2 separate regions of the Sus scrofa genome follow, and region 2 is linked to region 1. Evidence: chromatin contacts called from public promoter capture Hi-C data. All regions are on one chromosome and are shown on one strand. Each heading gives the region's core, a stretch centred on a gene start, on an enhancer-like site or on the middle of the called end of the contact. The rest is flanking DNA. Distances are from core to core; before and after follow the strand shown.

What was found. Promoter capture Hi-C pulls out the DNA fragments that hold promoters and counts their contacts.
Region 2: a promoter capture Hi-C map of skeletal muscle shows a contact between it and region 1, with 6 times the contacts expected there. The contact joins the enhancer-like site here to the promoter of CNOT11 in region 1. A contact is called at or near these places in 2 of 5 promoter capture datasets (fetal skeletal muscle and skeletal muscle), 17 of 47 Hi-C or Micro-C datasets (blood, brain, embryonic fibroblasts and 9 more) and 2 of 2 datasets of contacts at active chromatin or transcription factors (alveolar macrophages and skeletal muscle).

Annotation. Positions count from the first base shown.
Region 1 is chr3:53,079,993-53,082,692 of Sscrofa11.1, forward strand. CNOT11 (CCR4-NOT transcription complex subunit 11) reads right to left here and starts at 1,323. Exons shown (of 7, transcript XM_003124884.6): 1 at 731-1,323. The coding sequence starts at 1,250.
Region 2 is chr3:53,268,659-53,271,512 of Sscrofa11.1, forward strand. TBC1D8 (TBC1 domain family member 8) reads left to right here. Exons shown (of 20, transcript XM_021087166.1): 16 at 1,469-1,709; 17 at 2,203-2,268. Among named protein-coding and RNA genes, the nearest start is that of RPL31, 25 kb to the right of the region's middle. Within about 2 kb of position 1,488, at least 6 of the 83 cell types and tissues checked have an H3K27ac peak or open chromatin away from gene starts, as enhancers often do. A contact at or near this core is called in skeletal muscle, where this site is marked.

The DNA.
Region 1 (2,700 bases), core at 73-2,572:
CCATCAAGCTGCTTCCCACCTCTCTACCTGCCTCACCCCCTACACTGGTCCTTGACTAAGTCTTCCAGGTACCCTCACCACCATCTCTTCTGGGCCTTTCCCCTCGCCCGGTTTAGGTCTTCTCCCAAATTCAAGTCTCATAAAGCATCTCTGGAGTTTTTTTTTTTTTTTTAAAAAGGCAGCCTCCTATCAAACCCACCGATCTTCACGGAAGTTGACCGAGCATAACTTTCACATCATGTCCAACAGCCTTGGGTTTTCTAACCTAGGCCGTGAATTTGAGACTTTCTCTCCTCCGCCCCCATCGCATTACCCAAAGACCTAACAGCAAGAAGAAGGTGGCTGTGATGTCCTTAAACGCTGTTAAATGTGTTTCCGCTCAACTTCCTCAGGTTCTGAATGACTCCTAATTGACTCGTCTGAGACTAAAAGCCGGGGGCAGATCCAGTGTGTCATTACTTACAACTTCACACACCTCCGACGGGCTTGACGAGAACAAATTTTATCTGAGGCGCTAAACCATCAAGCCCCATATTACGCTGCGTGATTGGACCACCTGCATTGTTGGGAGGGATAATTTTCGGCGCCATGAAGCTGTTACTTCTTCATACTTGGTGGAAGGGGTGGGGGGTAGGGAATCTCAAAAGGCAACAATCAGTTTCAAGTGCGGGTGAAGGCCGAGAAGCTGCCAATCTCACCCTCGGCGACGCACACCTGGCCCCGGGCGTACCTGAGAGCGGCGGCCGGTCGGGTTCCTGGCCGCCGCGGGCGGGCGGCGCGGGGTTGAGCAGATGCGCGAAGCTGGCGGCGAAGGGGTTGGCGGCGAGCGGTTCGGTGCGGTACATCTCCCAGAGCAAATAGAGCGCCGTGAGGCGCTGCGCCGCGCTGGGCAGCAGGTCTGGCTGCTGCAGCAGCATGACCAGCACCGAGCCCAGGCGGAAGTGGTCGGCCTTGCTGAAGTAGTGGTGGAATGCGGTAGACAGGCCCTCGAAGGTGCTGCCGCCGCCCGCCTCCTCCGAGATAATGCTCAGCAGGCTCGAGAGTTCCTTCGGGGTCAGGCTCATCCTGCCCGCAGGGCCCCCCGGGCCTCCACTCCCCGGCCCGGGGACGCCCGCTCCGCCTCTGCCGCTGCCGGAGCCGGAGACCCCCGGGCCGCACCTGGACGCCGACCCCGCCCCTTCCCGGGTCCCTCTTTGCTCTGCGGCGGTGAAAAGCCGGCCAGACGCCGCGCTCGCCCCGCCGCCGGGCATCAACCTCACCCGCCCGCCCTGCTCCCCGGCCAGAGTGGCCCTGGCGCCGGCTCGCTCCGTCCCTGCGGCCGTAAAGCGCGCTGTTGCACGACAGCGTCGCAAACAAAACACACCGAGAAACCAGCCGGCCGCGGAAAGGGCAGCGCGGAGCCAGAGCGAGGCTGCTGGTGCCGGGCCAGGGAGAAGATCCCCAGACGCTGGGTGGGCGGGGCAAAGCGCCGGAAATGGGGGCGGGGCCTGAGGGAGGGGCCCGGCCGGGTCTCGCGCTGTGGGAGTCAAGCGGTGCCATAGCCCCCCCGCTGCGGCATAGTCTGCCTGTCCTCCTTCAAGAGTTCAGCCCCCAGGACCCCCCTGGGCAGTGCGGGAACGAACGGTCTCAATAAAGGACGGTGTTATTTGTTTGGAAAAATGCATGTTAGAATATGAAATCTTTTTTAATATAACACACATGGATGGTCATGCTAAAACTTTAAGTGCAGATAAGGATAACATGTTTCTCATAAGCAAAGTTAATTTTTAGACTTACACTCCTTTTTAAAGAAATGGAATCATACTGCACATGTACATGGCTATTTTAACAAGATCTCTGGAAACTTAACAATAAACATTTATATACAAAATTGTTGTGCAACTTTTTCTTTGGCTGCGCTGTGGCAAACAAAAATTCCCAAGCCAGGAACCAAACCTACTCCACGCCTGATCCTTAACCCACTGCACCGCGAGGGAACTCCTGCTTTGCAACTTCTTACCTAGTCTGCCCTAGGTCGCTCATTCTGGGCCTTAGCTGTGCACTGGAAGTTTCCAGGAATCCTTTACAAATCCTGGCCCTAATGGCCAGGTATGAACAAACAAAAAGCAAAAACAGAGGTCCTGTCCTGGCTCAGGGGAAACGAATCTGACTAGCATCCATTAGGATGCTGGTTCAATCCCTGGCCTCGATCCTTAATCCCTGGGTTAAGGATCCAGGGTTGCCGTGAGCTGTGGTGTAGGTCACAAATGTGGCTCGGATCTGATGTTGCTGTGGCCGTGGCATAGGCCAGCAGCTACAGCTCGGATTCGACCCCTAGCCTGGGAACCTACATACGCCACAGGTGCAGCCCTAGTAAAATTTTTAAAAAGCAAAAACATCTGCCCAGGTGACTAGTGTGCACTCCAGGCTGGGACCCACCAAGTGGCTGGTCCCAGACTTGCAAGGTTCCTCCCTAGACCTACAAAACCCTACAAGGATTTCAACTAGCAATTCCCACCAGGCCAGTTGCAGAAATCCAGTCTATGCTGAAAAAAATGATAGCAGCTCAGTGTTGTGGCGCAGCGGAAACAAATTCTACTAGGAACCATGAGGTTGCGTATTCCATCCCTGGCTTCCCTCAGGGGTTAAGGATCCAGTGTTTCTGTGAGCTGTGGTGTAGGTCACAGACGAAGTTCAGCTCCCACGTTGCTGTGGCTGTGG
Region 2 (2,854 bases), core at 238-2,737, 190 kb after region 1:
TGCTGCAGGGCAATGGGAGATCATGAGGGAGGGAAGCGTGGCCTAACACACAAGGCTGTTTTTTTTTTTTTTTTTTTTTTTTGTTGTTGTTGTTGCTGCTATTTCTTGGGCCGCTCCCGCGGCATATGGAGGTTCCCAGGCTAGGGGTTGAATCGGAGCTGTAGCCACCGGCCTACGCCAGAGCCACAGCAACGCGGGATCCGAGCCGCGTCTGCAACCTACACCACAGCTCACGGCAACGCCAGATCATTAACCCACTGAGCAAGGGCAGGGACCGAACCCGCAACCTCATGGTTCCTAGTCGGATTCGTTAACCACTGCGCCACGTCGGGAACTCCACAAGACTGTTTTACATTTAGAAAGTGAGGGACCAGGAGGCACTCTGTTCTGCAGAACAAAGGCACCTAGGCTTTAGCCCTCATGACTTTTATTAGGGAAGAGGTAATGAGCAAAATCAGGTGCAGGCAATGACAAAGCGATCTCTTAGTGAATAACAAAGAAACTAGTTACAGGTGCATACCTCTAGGGCATAATGCAGCTGCTCATGGTTAATGCATAACTCCCTTAGCTTGTCTTTGAAGGAGACCCTGTACCTTAGAATTCTGCGTGTTAGCTTCTTGTGCTTTTGCACATGCTCCAAGTTTGCCTTCTGCAGAGTTCAGCAGTTCAGTGGTCTCCAACAGTGGTAAAGACCAGCAGCTGTAGCTCTGATTCGACCCCTAGCCTGGGAACCTCCATATGCCACGGGTGGAGCCCTAAAAAGACAAAAGACCAACCAAAAAAAAAAAAAAAAAAAAAAAAAAAAGAGAGGCTGATCTGGTCCTAGGTGACAGGGCCAGTTTTGACTGCTTTAGTTTTCAGTCTCTTCCCAAGACTTCAAACTGCCTCTGTTTTTTAAATTTTTGAATTTTTAACCTATTGATATGGTTCAAAATTCACAACATATTAAAAAAAAAAACATGCAGTAAAAAGGCTCACTTCCTCATCTGAATCTCTGCCCCTATTTCTGTCCCAACAGGGGACCAGTGTTAATAGTTTCTTCTGTGTCCTATAGATTTGTCAGTACTTTTTGACTTTCAAATAATAGGATCTTAAGTGAAAATAGCAGAGTAGAAATTATGTGACTTCTATAATTCAAACTATAGCAGCCAAGCTGTACATTTAAAAATTGTTAAAATGATAAATTTTGGTGTGTGCATCTTGCTACAATGAAAAAACAAAAGAAACCTTAATTAAAAGAAAAAAATGTCAAAATTAACATATTCGTGTAGGCATAGACTACAGGGTAATAGGGAAAAGTACACATCTGGTTGGAGTGGTGAGAGGGTGAGATAATGTTTTTATTTGTTGTGATGTTGCTTACTCAGTGGTAACAATTTTAGCAGGCAGAGTAATTGAGGCAGGAAGGCCTCTTAAGCCTGGGCCTCGCCCAGGTGCCGCCCTCACAGCCCTTCCCCCTCCCCCTCAGCGAGAACACATGATGAGCTGCTACTGGGAGCAGCCTGGACCTCTGGCCCTGCGCCACGACCCCAGCAGGCCCTACGCAGAGCAGTACCGCATAGACGCCCGGCAGTTTGCACGCCTGTTTCAGCTCGTCTCGCCGTGGACCTGTGGGGCCCACACAGACATCCTGGCCGAGAGGACTTTCAGGCTCCTGGACGACAACATGGACCACCTTATTGAATTCAAAGCCTTCGTGAGCTGTCTGGGTATGACTCTGGGTCTTTACTGCAGCAAGTTCATTGGGCGAGTGATGAAGCAGGCACGGCCACTCAGGGAGGTGGATTTGTGTCTAGTCTGATGTGATTTTGTGATTTTTAACAGTCCCTTTGCAGGCTCCTCTCATGACCACTTTTATAGGCTGCCCAAGGCGGGTGGGGCAGGGGCCCAGGCTCTCCACATCCAAGGTCACTGACCTCCCGGGTGTGGTGGTGGCTTGTTAGGAGACACGTTCTTAACTTTTGCAGCTACAATTAAAATCTTCCAGAAGTCATGAGGCCAAAGTTCCCAAGGTTATCCAGTCTCCAATCAGTCACCACCCTTCTTGTTTTCCTTTCAAACTCAGTGTGTCTGGGGCAGGGGTGGATGTCAGGTCAATTGAGCATTGACCTCACCCCTCTCCCCACAGTGACTTTGTGTCATGACACATAGACTTTAATCATTTGCATCTAGTCAGTCTCTCTCTTTTTAAAAATTTTGCAGATATCATGTATAACGGAGAAATGAATGAGAAAATCAAGCTGTTATACAGGCTTCATATCCCTCCAGGTAAGAAATTCCAAGTAGAAAAGTCAGGCTCTGTTCTGTCTTGACATAAATCCGCTTTGTGCACAACCCTTTCTTCTCGTTTTAAATTTATTCAACTTGAGGCAACACGTGTGTCTAGTTTGATTGGGGTGGCTAATGACAGATTTTAAGTATCTCATTTTATTTTTTAATTTTTTTTGGTCTTTTTTTAAATCCGTACCTGCGGCATATCAAAGCTCCCAAGTTAGGGGTTGAATCAGAGCTGCAGTTGCCGGCCTACGCCGCAGCAATGCAGGATCTGAGCCATGTCTGTGACCTACACCACAGCTCACAGCAACATCAGATCCTTAACCCACTGAGTGAGGCCAGGGATTGAACCCGCGTCCTCATGGTTACTAGTCGGGTTCATTGCTACTGAACCACAACTGGAACTGGAACTCTGAATTTCCTTCCTTTTTTTTTTTTTTTTTTTTTTTTTTTGATGGCTGAGCAGGATTCCATCGTGTGCATGTATATGTGTACACAACTTTACTGAATTCATTTATTCTAAGAGTCTTCTGATGGTGCTTTTAAGATTTTCTATATGTGGTATCATGTCATCTGTGAA